2 separate regions of the Anser cygnoides genome follow, and region 1 is linked to region 2. A link is a contact called in public Hi-C data. All regions are on one chromosome and are shown on one strand. Each heading gives the region's core, a stretch centred on a gene start, on an enhancer-like site or on the middle of the called end of the contact. The rest is flanking DNA. Distances are from core to core; before and after follow the strand shown. Region 1 holds the start of LOC125180298 (BLOC-1-related complex subunit 6-like). Region 2 overlaps BACH2 (BTB domain and CNC homolog 2).

Region 1 (6,780 bases), core at 2,875-5,374, 470 kb after region 2:
TCACAGGCAATGTTGACATTTTACTACATTTCTCTCTTACTTGCTTACCTCCTAGACCCTTTAGGATAAGGATCAGCCTACTCGTAACATAAAACCCTCTAAGAGATCACAACAGAAGAGTTCCTCTTAAACAGTTGTTAGTCAGGCATATATTATTGGGAAAAAAATAAAAAGGCATTGTGTAATCAAGATTCTAAGAGTACAAGAGTTTGTAGAGGACAATAAGGAAATGACGTTGTAGAAGAAAATGTTTAACTGCATGCCGAGCAGGAAAACAAAAGGGTAAAGATGACATGTTGTTATCCTACCCCGATAATCTTTATGATCCAGCAAATTATGAAAAGTTTAAATTTTCAAGACTTCAGAAGTCTCATCCAACAGCTTTAAAGAATTGGCCGAGGAGCTGAGAACTACTGACAGTTGTGTAACCAAATCTGTAATCCCCAGGGGATGTCAGCAAATCAAGGCAGCAACAAAGAGGTGCGTTATGTTGGCAAGTTTTACGTAGGATCAGAGATACCTTTCAGACTGTGTGATCTGAGGTCAGCTCCAAAGGGCAGGGAAAAAGAGTCTGATACTAACAACAGACATAATCAGCAGGGGGAAAAAAAGAGTTGCCATCTTTTATTTGATGCCAACCTACAGGGCTTATGGAAACTACATCTCGACAAGCCAGTTATCAAGATTCAGGAAGATCACAAGTTCAGCTGACAAAATTAAGCACTACTTAAAAATTAAGCTATAGGGAATTCTTAAAAGGCTTTTTCCTTTGTGCTTGTTGGCATTTAGACAAAAGGAGAAGACAGCAGCACAAAAGCAGATCAAAACAGCACGTCCCCAAATGTAGTAAAACCGGGACTTACAGTCTACTAGAGCCATCTTCAGTGAGATTCTACCGGCTTTTCTTTTTGCCCTACTACAGTTTAATGATAAAAATATGTATAAAACGTTTGTTTTTAGAAGACTTGCTAAATTATGGAGTATTTAGGTTACAAAGCGAACTGGGCTAAAGAAGCCATACGCTTTCCTCAACTATGTACCATTATATCAACCAACACAGGTACGTATTTTACGTTAGTAAACATGGAAGTATTCGGGCCAGTCCTAAAATTTTGTATGAACTCTTGGTTTAGAGCCTATGTAGTTAAATAGCCTAACAGCACTATAATGAACATTTTTGCAACTATATAATTAATGTCTACAAACAAAGAAACTCTCCTCTACTTTTTGACCACTCTCATTTCATAATTGGCGGCTAACTAACGCCACCAATTCACCCAAACCCAACAAGGCGATTGCATGGATCAGAACTAGCAACACATCACAAATGCAGGTAACGCTGCCCACTAAATCTCCCTTGAACACGCTCCGAGAAGACGATCCATACCAAGGAAACATTTCACCTAGGACCCTGCTAGCTGTTTTCTTCGTACATATCCTACCTAGTAACCTAACGCCCAGAGGTTACATTGTTTTCCAGTGGATCTGAAAATTTTAAAATGTTTTTAAATCTCATGTAGTTTTGCTTTATACTTCTTTTGAAATATCAGTTATTTAATCACAAATCTTCGTTATCTCAACAAACCTGTCATGCTTATCTACAGTTCAATTCCTTAATAATTTTATATCAGAGGAACATAGTTTCCAGCATAACCATCAGTGGTAGACAAAATGGGTGTAAAACACAAGTCTTAACTTGCACCCTAACTTTCAGTTACTGTTAATTTTCAGTATCAATTAGTTTAATGATCACTTACTATGAAAGTTAAGGAAAATTGCAGCAGGAATTTCGATGTTTAAATCCCTTTCTTGAAATCTAAACTTTAAAGAAACCAAAGAATAAGGAACTTCAAATGACGTATCACAAAGGAAATGTTACTGGAGCTATCGAGTACCTCAATTATTCACTAAAAGAAGGCAATCAGGTAATTTAAGTTCAAACACTTGTACACTCACACAAGAAAAACAGAGACATGATTAAGGGGAGGCCAAATTGTTTTATTTAATTTTTTAGTGACCAATTAAATTTATGGCAGAAAGCTCTGCTTTTTTTTTTTTTCCTTTTTTAAAGAAACCAGCAGTGCTTCATTTGATGGGTTGGAATTCTACTCAAATTCCAGTTAATTTTGTAACAAACACATGAACAGGAATTCCAGATATTGTTTCCAGAGCAGAAATTCACATTTGTATGAAAACTCCATGTTTGTACTTGATTGGGACACAGAATGTAAAACTATTGTCAGTAGTGCATGAGTAAACCATTCACATTTGATCTGGAACCTTGACATCAGAAAGTTGTACTCTCCTTTCAGATTTTTCATTACCTTGTGCAAATCAAGTCAAGTCTTCATGTGTCAAGCACACACTTAAAATTGTCCATGTTTTATATACAAGACATCTACCATTCAGGCAGTGCAAAATACATCCTTTCATAACAAAACTAAAATGTACCTCTCAAAGTATGAACAAGAATATACACATAATACATGATGTACACTATTTACACAACCATAAAAAATATAATACAAGGATTTTTGTATGTGGTTACAAGACTTGACGGTCTTTTGCAATTTTTTTTTTTTGTAATTTTTTTTTTTCTTTGCAACAAGGCATGTGTAAGTTTCCTGGATCTTTGCAGCTCTTCAGAGATCTTGGAAACTACGCTTGAACTTTTAGGAGAGTTTTCAAATGGACTGCCATCAACTCCCTGTTTTGGTCGGAAAGTTCAGCTGTGCCACCCACCCAGTGGCTGGGAGGCTTCGGAAGGACACTAGGTGACGGCGGGTCGCTAAATTTTGCCCCAGCGTAATTTTCTTTTTGGTTCGCTTCTGTGAGGGTGACAGGTTTCTTGGACTTGGCATTTCTGAAGTTCTCTGTGTTTTTAAGTGGCTTTTTCTCCTGCTTCGGAATTATTTCTGTCGGTACAGAATCTTGCCAAAAGTTCTCTATCTTTCTCGCAGAGGTGATCTTGGTCAGCGGCACGTTACATTTGCCCTTCTGCCTGTTAATCTTTGGTTGCTCACACAGATGGAAACCGTGCACAGGCTGGCTGTGGGGGGCGGCAGCCTTCTCAGACTTTCCCATCTTGTTCTTCAGGACCTGCGCAGACAAAGACCTCACGTCAACGGGCAAACCCTCTCCTCGAGAGGAGCCTCCTTGACGGTTCTGTCAGCCCCTACGCTGCCTCTAGGGCCAGACCCCGCCGCCATCACGGCGTCCCCCCCCCCCCCCCCGATCCCCTCACAGCCCCCCCCCCTCGCCCCCCGGCCGGCCGCCATGGGGCGCTGCGCCCCGCGCACGTCCCGCCCTGCGCGCGCAGGGGCGGCTGGCGCGCGGCCAGCAGGCTAAATCCGGCTGTTGCTGGGCGCAGCGGCGGCCGCCCATTGGTGGACGGCGGCGGCCAATCACCGGCGGCAGTTTCGCCCCCCCCCCCCCCCCCCAACAGACGTAACGGAAACTCCGCCGCCGCCGCCCCTCACACGCAGGGCGGAGGGAGGGGGGCGAGCAGCTCCCCCCCTACCCCGCGCTCCGGCCGGGAACAAGCGGCCCCCCCCCCCCCCCCCCCCCGCCTCTCCCAACACCGGGGAAAGGGGGAGAAAAGTACCGAGAAGTGCCCGAGCGCCTTCCCTACCTCCTTCCTCAGGGGTCTGCCGGGCGCGGCTCTCGAAGGGGCGGCCGCGGGGGGCTCCTCCTGGGGGGTTGTAACCATGCCGGGAGCTGGGGGAGCGCGCAGCTCCCCCGGGCCGTAGGCGGCCAGCGGCGTCCTCCTGCCCAGGCCGGCGCGGTGCTGCTGGTACTGCTGGTAACGGCTCGGCAGGAGCCCCGCGGGGCCCGGCCGGATCTTGCCCTTCCTCCGCCTCACCCTCTTGAGCGCGGGCCGCGCGCCGCCCCCCGCGGCGGCCAGGCAGCAGCCGGGCTGGTTCTCACAGTTGCTGTCCCCTCGCCTGAGGCGCTGCAGGAGGCCGGAGGGCAGCCGCCGGGGGTCTTCGGCGCCCGACGAGATGCGAGCCAGGAAGGGCGGCGGCGCCGTGGTGGTGACCATGGTGGGACGCGGGGACCCGGAGCTGTGGAGGGGAGAGGGGTCGGGGGGCCGGGGACCGGCTGCCGGGGCTTTGCGGGCTGAGATGGTGGCGCGGTCGGGGCTGCTGCTAGGAGAACATGGCGGGGGAGTGAGGGGAGCAGCCAGCAGCGCCCCTGTGTTGTTACACCGCCGGGCCACGCCCCCTTCCGCCCTCCGGCCAATCGCCGCGCTGGAACGCCGCGAGCGGCACGCCTCTCCGGCGGGCATAGCCAATCCCCGCGAGCCGGCCGCCGCTCAGGCCCCGCCTCGGCCAATCGGAAGCGACACAAACAGTCGCGGCCCCGCCCGCTTCCGCAGGCCGCCCAATCCGCGCGGACACAAACAAGGGGCACTCCCCAGTCTCCGAGTCCCGAGCCCGCAGTGCGAGGCGAAGGGGCGGGGCCAGCCGCTCCCCTCGCCAGCTCCGCCGGCCAATGGCGGGGCAAGAGAACGCCCGGCGGCCACGCCCCCGAAGGCCCCGGAGCCAATCGGAGGCGACATAAACAGGCGGCGGCGGCGCGCCCGCGGGGGGGCGGTGGCGCGCTCCCGGCTAGGCACGCGGGGAGCGCCATGGAGCCGCCGGCCCCGGGCGGTGAGGGGGCACCGGGGAGCCCGGCCCCGGCCCCGGCCCCGGCCCCGGCCCCGGCCGAGGAGGGAGCGGAGCGGGACGAGCGGAGCCTGGAGGCGCTGAGCCTGGCCGCTGGCGGCACCGGAGCGGCGGCAGCAGCGGCGGCGGCGGGGCGGCCGCAGCCCCCCCCGGAGGGCCGCCGGGCGACGCTGGCGAGCGCCCTGGAGCTGGAGGGGACGGTGCTGCGCGAGGGGCGGCTCACGCAGTTCGTGGCCAACAACCTGGAGCGGCGGATCCGCCTGAGCGGCGCCCCGCGGGGCGAGCAGCCGGGGCCGGGCCCTGGGCCGGGAGCCGGGGCCGGGGCCAGCTCCATCCCCGCCATCGACCCCGGGGCGCTGCAGGACGTGGTGGCCCTGGCCGGGCAGGTGGCGGCGCAGGTGGACGAGCTGCTGCGGGCCGTGCACTGCGGGCTGCAGGCCCTGACGGCGCTCAGCGTCGGCTGCATCCAGACCTACCGCGACGGCGTGGAGAGCCTGGGCGAGGCGGCCGACCTCAGCATCCGCGCCATGTACGCGCTGGTGGCCCGCTGCGAGGAGCTGGACCGCGCCATGCAGCCCGTGCCCGCCCTGGCCAAGCGCATCCGAGACATGAAGGGCACCCTGGAGCGCCTCGAGGGGCTCTGCAAGTAGCGCCGCACCCGTGGCACCCGCTACAGCACGGTGGGTGCGACTGAGCGGGTCAGGCCGCCTGCCCGTGGCCTCTCAAAGCTGGCCCCGGAGCCGGTCTCAGCCCCCCGGTTTCATACGTGGTGCCTTCGGGCCCCCTGCCCGGGCCTGGCCTGCCCTCACGGCCAGCCACAGCCTTGGCCTGGAGGAAGCTTGGCAACCAGTGAAGGAAAAGGGTCTCGGTGTAAACGGCGTGGTGAACCGCCCGCAGCGCTCCGTAGCTTAAGCTCCATTAAAGAATTTGGATTCCACATGCCTTACGCTTGCTGTTTATTGAGGGCTAGGGAAAACTAACCAACCTGAATCAGAAGCAGCTGTCAGTATTTATTTTTGACCAAACCTGAAGTTGTTGTGAACGCTTTCTTGATGTTTACAGGCGTACGTGGGTCTTTGTAGTTGACACTTAGTGCCTGACTGAAGTAACTCTCATGCTGTTACAGTTAACAAACGTGGAGAACGCTGCTGTCTCTTACAGGGCACAGTTGTAAGGGAAGACAAGTGAAGAAAATTCAATTCACCAAAACACTTTCTCTCTGAGAATAATATAAAATCCACGGGATAGAATTGCGATCCGGTTAAGAGCAATCCTAGATACAAAATACTAAATAAAAGCCTTCAGTTAAAATACGCTTTGCCTCTCAGTTTCTGCAGTTTTTGTAGAAATTTGAGTAATGTCACTGTGAAATGATTCTGTGATTTATGTCCAATGTGAAACATATTTAGTTTGATGAGGAATATGTATACATTATGACATTACACGGGTGTATGACTGGCATAAAGTAAATACTTTGGAAGAATTTACTTAGCTTGAAGCTTTTGTATATGCATCACTGTATGCTGAAGTCATTCTGCTGTATCAGTATTTCCATTGAAGCTTGAGAGAGATTCTCTGGTAGCTCTGGTTCCTATGCAACTGGGCTTTTAGGTGGTGCTTCTTAGCAACCTGTTTAGGTTACAAATGTCTTTGCAACTGGATTTCAACAGAAAAATAATCACTGTGATCCTGAATATGTATAGTGGTGCTTTAGGTGACCAGTGGCTCCTAAAAACATTGGGGAAAAGGTATCCAGAAATACTGCACAAGTCCTGTAACTTTTGGTTAAGGAGCAGATGGGTTTACAGTGGGTACAGCCAGCACCCCCCATAGTCTCGTCAGACCCACTGTTGAGTGAGAGACAGATGCTACGTTACGCTGCACTTCTAAACGTGCACGATACTAAATCTTAACAAAATTATTAGCTTTTAATTTTAATTTTCTTGTTATGCTTGTTTGCAGTCCTTGGCCAGTCTGGAGCCTTTCTGCATGACTGAGCCTCCACCTTTTCCCTTGGCACATGGGAGGTTTTGCATCCGGCCTTCCAGCCCCAGCAGCGGGAGAAGGCTGGGAACGGGCTGTGCTCTCTTTGTGGTCGGCAGCTCGCACAGTG
Region 2 (6,239 bases), core at 2,249-4,748:
AGTGTAAGGAATTTATAGGCTTTTCACTGGGACGAACCAAATTATTCACTCAGATTTATGCTGCTTATGAATAAGACCATCACAAATGCATGCCCTGATGTCTCACTGAGCTCTCAAACAGGCTGTATGTACCCAAGCCCTGTCACACATCTCCTGTGGGAAGGAGGTGGATCTCGGTGAGAGATGGTGGTTCGGTTCGGGCTGGCCACGAGCTCTGGCACAACTGGGCTCAAGGCTCTCCTCTGTTGCTCCTCCTGAAGTCCTTTTGCAGGAGGAAATACAGATCTTCGGGTGGCAGAGCAGTCCTGTAGCATACTGATGATTATTTTCAAGTGAGAGGGGGAATATGATATTCCAGTCTGTGTGTGTTTTGCATTAAATAGCATTTAGGAGCAGTGAGTAGAAGCTCAAGTGTCTCCTTTCAAGTGGCTCTAGCAGTGACTGAACAGCACCTTTCTCTCACTCTACACTGCTCCTTGCTCAGTGGCATTAGTTCAGTTGGAAGGACAGGGAAAAGCAGCTCACCTTCAGGCTATCCCATACCTGCTGGATAGGATATCCTTCCAAGGAGCTGGGAAATGTGACTTTGAATCCCTACAGCTTGAGGAAGGGACCTGGTCTCCTACTTTCCGGGTCTGCATTCTGATCTTTAGGCTGTTTTACAAAAAAGGGAGCAGCAGTGTGTGCCATCTTGTTCACTTTAAAAGAATAAATTGAGCTGGAATCACCTGCCAGAGACACTTGCAACCAGAAGTAGGTTGCAGCCTGTGCCTCCCAACCTCAGGTGGGCGTGCAGGTACACACACTGGTGCCAGACATGGTTGCTGCTGCCTGGTTTAGCTGTCTGGCTGCTCCAAATCCCATCTCGATGCCTTTCCTCGCTGTGCAAGGCACAGGAAACCCAGAGTCAAGGCACAGGAAACCCAGAGTTGTGAATTCCACTTGCAAGCAAGGCAAGAAGGTGCCTTGGAGAACTGAAGTGACTTGCCAGGGTCGTGTGAGGGGTGTTTGGTGCAATAGGAAATTGAGCTGTGGTGTCCCAGATCTCAACTTAGTGGCCAAACCACTGAGTCTCCTCCTTCATGTGGAGAAACCTTAATCCTTGACTGTGAGCCCTATTTTCTAAGTAACCTCTCACTGCTTCATGAGGAATAGAGTTTTTCTAGTACCTTTGTCTCCTGCCCATTGGGAAAAAAATGCAACAGAAGTCAGTGCCAATGCATAGTTGGTAAAAATTGACAGTAAGTATAGTTTACTACGTGGCTTAACATATCATTTGGTAATTACATGCGTGAAGATACCATTGTAAAATATCTGGAGGGAGAAAGTGCACTTTTTTTATATATGATATTGCGTGAATGTAAATGTAGTGTAGATGGTATAATTAAAAAAAAAAAAAAAAGGACAAGTAAAGGTGTATGACTCACACCCATACATGCCTGGAAACAGTTGTTACTCTTTCTACAAAGAAAATGATGAAAAACTATGTACTGAAGTGGGACATAGAGTGATTGCATTACTTGAATTATGACTATGGATTTCTTTCCTGTCAGCTGTACCTTAAACTCACTAAAATCAGAAATGAGAAGAAATGATCTCCATGGGATGGAGAAAAGACCTATGCAGCCAGTATTTAGCTGTTATTTATTAAGTAGTGGCTTGCAAAAATGTGGACGAAAAGAAAGGCACTTTTCTATAATATTAAATGCTTCTTTCACAAAACACCTTTGGGACTTAAATGGTATCGTAAGTTTGAAATGGTTGTTCACCAGGGCTTCCATCAGAGCAGAAGAATCAAATCTGAATTGCTGCATTGATGGTAACGTGCTGCATCACAGTGAAAATAAGACCCATCCAAGAATTAGCAGCTTACACACTAGCCTGTTTTTTCAGTCTTTTATTACAGCAGAGGCTTAGTTCATAGGTCTTCAAGTTATTTGAGCAAAACAGTGATTAACCTGCACAATGATGTACAGAAGCAAAATAAAGGTGGTTGTGTTTGTTACTGCATGTAGCATCATTGCTGACCTGACAGAAGAATAGGTGGTACCGTGGGGTATTTATTTCCAGATGACAGATACGTTAGGTTATCTAACTACGCAGTGGAGGATTTGGGATGAGAGCAAGAGCTGATAGTAATGCTGGCAATTTCCCTCTCTTTTTTTTTGCAGGTCACTGTCAGGGGATTTGGTCCATTGCTACAGTTTGCCTACACTGCGAAGCTGTTACTCAGCAGAGAAAACATCCAGGAGGTCATCCACTGCGCTGAGTTCCTGCGCATGCACAACCTGGAGGACTCCTGCTTCAGCTTCCTTCAGACGCAGCTGCTGAACAACGAAGATGGCCTGTTCCTGTGCAAAAAAGATACCACCTGTCAGCGCATGCACGATGAAGAGAACTCAGATGGAGACGAGGAGGAGACAATGGAATCGGAGACGTCAAAAATATCTTGCCCAAGAGAGAGAATGCACCAGGAGTCCTTCAATTTTGAAGCCACTGTTGCTGGAGCAGACAAAGGAGAAGGGATGCTGCCTGACCCTGACATGCTGAGAGATAGCAAGGACAATTTGGACAAAGATGCAGTAACACGGTACCCCAGATACAAGAAATACCAGCTTGCTTGTACCAAGAATGTCTACAACACATCACACATCAGTACCTCAGGTTTTGCAAGCACATTCAGCGAAGAGAGCTCTGGAAATGGCCTCAAATCAGGACTTGCTATGGGGCAGATAAAAAGCGAGCCTCAGAATGAAGAGAACGATGAAGAAAGCATCACACTTTGCCTGTCTGGAGATGAACCTGACATCAGGGATAAAGAAGGGGATGTTGAAATGGACAGGAAACAGCCAAGCCCCACTTGTGTCGACAGGCCGAAAAGTGGGTCCTCTCCTTCTTGCTTGCGGTCTTTCTTCAACAGAACAAAAAGCATAGATTTGGTTGGCTTCCCCAGCACTTCCCAACAGCACTTTGGCAGGAGTCCAGCATGCCCTTTTGAAAAAGGGACAACTCAGGGTGACCACAAAACTGATTACGTCCCTTTCACGGGGAACTATGGACAGTCCCATGCCATGCAGAAGGATGCTTCCAACTTCACAGTGGGATCGCCGCTCAGGGGGCCCGGCTTTGAAACTCTCTGTAAGCAAGAAGGGGAACTGGACAGGAGGAGTGTTATATTCTCTTCAAACGCTTGTGACCAAGTAAACACTTCGGTGCATTCATATTCTGGTGTGAGCAGCTTGGACAAAGACCTCACTGAGACTGTGCCAAAGGGCCTGTGGGCTGGTGGCAGCCAGTCTCTGCCCAGCTCCCAGACCTATTCCCACAGCGGACTGACAGCTGATCACTTGTCGGGAAGGATGCGGCCGAACACCAGCTGTCCAGTGCCAATTAAAGTTTGCCCTCGCTCGCCTCCTTTGGAAACCAGAACCAGGACCTCCAGCTCATGCTCTTCCTACTCGTACGCAGAGGACGGCAGCGGCGGCTCTCCCTGTAGTCTGCGTCTTTGTGAGCTCTCCTCTTCCCCCTGCTCCCAAGGCCCCCGATTCCTGGCGCCCGAGCACCAGGAACCCGGCGTGGTGGGAGATGGATTGTACAACCCGGTCCGAGCCCAGATTAAATGTGAGCCATCCTATGGAACAAACTCCAGCGATGAGTCTGGGTCATTCTCAGAAGCAGACAGTGAATCATGTCCTGTGCAAGACAGAGGGCATGAGGTAGGGATTTAAGATAAGTACATATATGACAGTCGTTGTGACCCAATTAATTGCTCCTTTATTCTCTCAAATGTCTTGGCGTTTTCCCAGCACTTTCTTTGTTTATAGAGGCAAAGAGTAACTTCTGTTTATTCCCTCACCAGCTGAGCCCACGTGGTTAACTTCCCGTAAATATGCCTGTTTGACCTCCGAGATGTTCAGTGCTTATCAGCATCACAGTATTGGGCAATCCCAAACTGCTGAATGATGAGAGTGAGTTTGTGTGCAGAGAAGTTCTGACAGTGTCCTGTTCTCCCTCCCTTAGCCACGTGCGTGACACAAAGCACTGTTCTTCATCCTCAGTGTTTGCCAAGGTGGTTCCAGCTCTGCTTGTCACTGGGGTTGTGTTTTTTAGCAACCTAAAGCTGTGCCTTCACTGACACTGAGGGCTGGGCAGCCTGCCACGACCACACTTGGGTTGCAAGCTCCACCAACTGTTGCATCAGTGGTTCCTAAGAGAAGTTGTCCTTGACATTACAGGGCTGTTAGAATAGCAGGGAGACAGTCCAGGACTGAAGAACATGCTTTGATTTCCCTTAAGGCTCTCCCAAGAGAGGGAGGAGAAAGAATCCTGCTTTAAAACCAGAGATGGGACAGCTGGAAATCCTGTGGTGATGACTAGTTACCTGGGATTGGAAATATGGGCTGTGTAAGGTGACTAGGGTGAGGGAACTCTTCGTTCATGGAGATGTGTTGTGGAGCACAGAAGCTGAAAAAAGACTGGATGTTTTCATCGAGTTGCACTGGAAACTGCATGAACTGGAGAGTGTCTGGGTGCGACCATGTGCCTGGCTTCTCCAGTAATGCTAAAATGCTTCACTGAGAGCTTGTGCTTTAGTGCAGGGAGCAGTGGGAGCCAGTCTGGGGGTTCACACGCAGTGAGCAGCCAGCGCAGAACCAGGTGGCTTAGCTGTGGGCTAGGGGTGAGAAGAGGGAACTTTGCTTTATCCTTTAGTCTTTATTCCCACTGCCTCCCAGGCTCTGGAGGATACCTTTCAGACAGACATGTACCATTCCTTTATTGAGGTATTTTTCTGCTTAGCTCTTCTGTTCTTAGCCGAACAGCCTGGGGAGCCTCTGGTGTCCTTCATCCCTAACATGCTGCACCAGTAGTTCTGGCAGGGCAGTTCTCCGTCCCTATATGCTGAGCTGGGGACATGCAGAAGAGCGAGGAGTCTCCTTGGAAGACTGTCTGGGATATTCTGTGTTGGACCTCACTCAGGAGGCCCTACAGCAGCCGTGCAGAACTGTTCTGCTCGGAAATACCAAGGTTATTTGCAGTCTGGCACTCCCTGAAGTGCTGCGTTTATGAGGGATGAAAAAGAGCAGGGGGTGGGATTGAGGAAGGCGTTGGATTTCCACCCATGTGTGCTGCTTGCTCAGCAGGGGCTAATGCACAGCAGGGTACAGTAAGGAGGGCGGGAGGTTAGCCTTTTGGGGTTTGATGACTAATTAGCTGTCATAATTGGCTAATTGCGTGGAGATGCTGCAGCAGCAGTGACCCCAGAAGAGTCAGATGAGAAGGATATAGGGGACTGTTGGTGGTTCCCAAAAGTAGTGTGCATGTGTGTGCAGGAGAGCGTGGAAAAAAAAGAGGAACAATCACAAAAGGAGCAAATGAGTGGGCTGCAGGAGTCAGACTCAGTGTGCCATGATAGGCACATGTGTCGGACTAGGAGGGTTTTGCTACACTTGTTTTGCCTTTTTTTTTTTCTTGCTTTTGCGAGGCATTTGCTACGAGTTAAAATATGGTGAGGAAAATAATGCTCTCTGAGGTGGTACTGCATTACCCAGAGCAAGCCAAAAGTAAACATATCACACTAATGCTTCCGTTCGGATTTTGTCTGAATTTGTCTGAATTTTTAAAGGTTGTTACCAATATATGAAAGGACATCACAGCCTCATTAAACGCTCTTGTGGTATACAGCAACTTGGGGTGTGTGTCCTGTGATCCTGCAAGATCCACTGCTGTGGGATCCTCAGCAAAGGATATGTTTAGCCATGTAGTAGAAAATATGTAAGTAGAAAATATATCTTGTGGAAGTTCTTGTATGTGTCACTCTACCTGGCTTTAACAGCTTGGTTGCCATTAAAACATGAGGAGACACACAGCGTGCTCTGAAACATGCTGCTTTCTGTCCTTCACCTCCCTTTAAAAGCTGCGTGTGAATCTCCACTCACAAAGTTGTTGGTTTGACCTTGCTGTCCTGACAGCCTCCCAGACTGGTCCCTTGTCCCTTGCTGTATGCACATACAGTGGTTGCTGGGTTTTTCTCCAAAAAGCACCTGATAAGATAGGTGGGAGCGACGTGCAGGCTTACTGCAGCAGGTGGGCTTTCGTTTTGGTGGGACAGCTTGGTGGGAGCAACCCTGATGGACTCTGACCCTGGGTTATCTCACCAAGCTGCTAAGTTCCCCTGGAGTTTGGACCTTGATGGTCTTGATTTGGGTCCCAGAGTGCTGCCAGTGCCAGAATTAATGTCA

The links. A called contact is a pair of places that touch in the nucleus more often than the background predicts.
Region 1: a Hi-C map of liver shows a contact between it and region 2, with 2.3 times the contacts expected there. The contact joins the promoter of LOC125180298 here to the enhancer-like site in region 2. A contact is called at or near these places in 2 of 7 Hi-C or Micro-C datasets (both in liver).

What each region holds. Positions count from the first base shown.
Region 1 is chr3:83,316,161-83,322,940 of Taihu_goose_T2T_genome, forward strand. It overlaps LOC125180298 (BLOC-1-related complex subunit 6-like), which reads left to right and starts at 4,125. Exons shown (of 3, transcript XM_048049491.2): 1 at 4,125-4,193; 2 at 4,195-4,524; 3 at 4,526-5,981. The coding sequence starts at 4,125. The coding sequence ends at 5,317. It overlaps PNRC1 (proline rich nuclear receptor coactivator 1), which reads right to left and starts at 4,042. Exons shown (of 2, transcript XM_048049497.2): 1 at 3,632-4,042; 2 at 2,659-3,099. The coding sequence starts at 4,042. The coding sequence ends at 2,659.
Region 2 is chr3:82,850,018-82,856,256 of Taihu_goose_T2T_genome, forward strand. It overlaps BACH2 (BTB domain and CNC homolog 2), which reads left to right. Exons shown (of 7, transcript XM_066994533.1): 5 at 2,172-3,716. Among named protein-coding and RNA genes, the nearest start is that of GJA10, 30 kb to the right of the region's middle. Within about 2 kb of position 3,499, at least 2 of the 3 cell types and tissues checked have open chromatin away from gene starts, as enhancers often do. A contact at or near this core is called in liver, where this site is marked.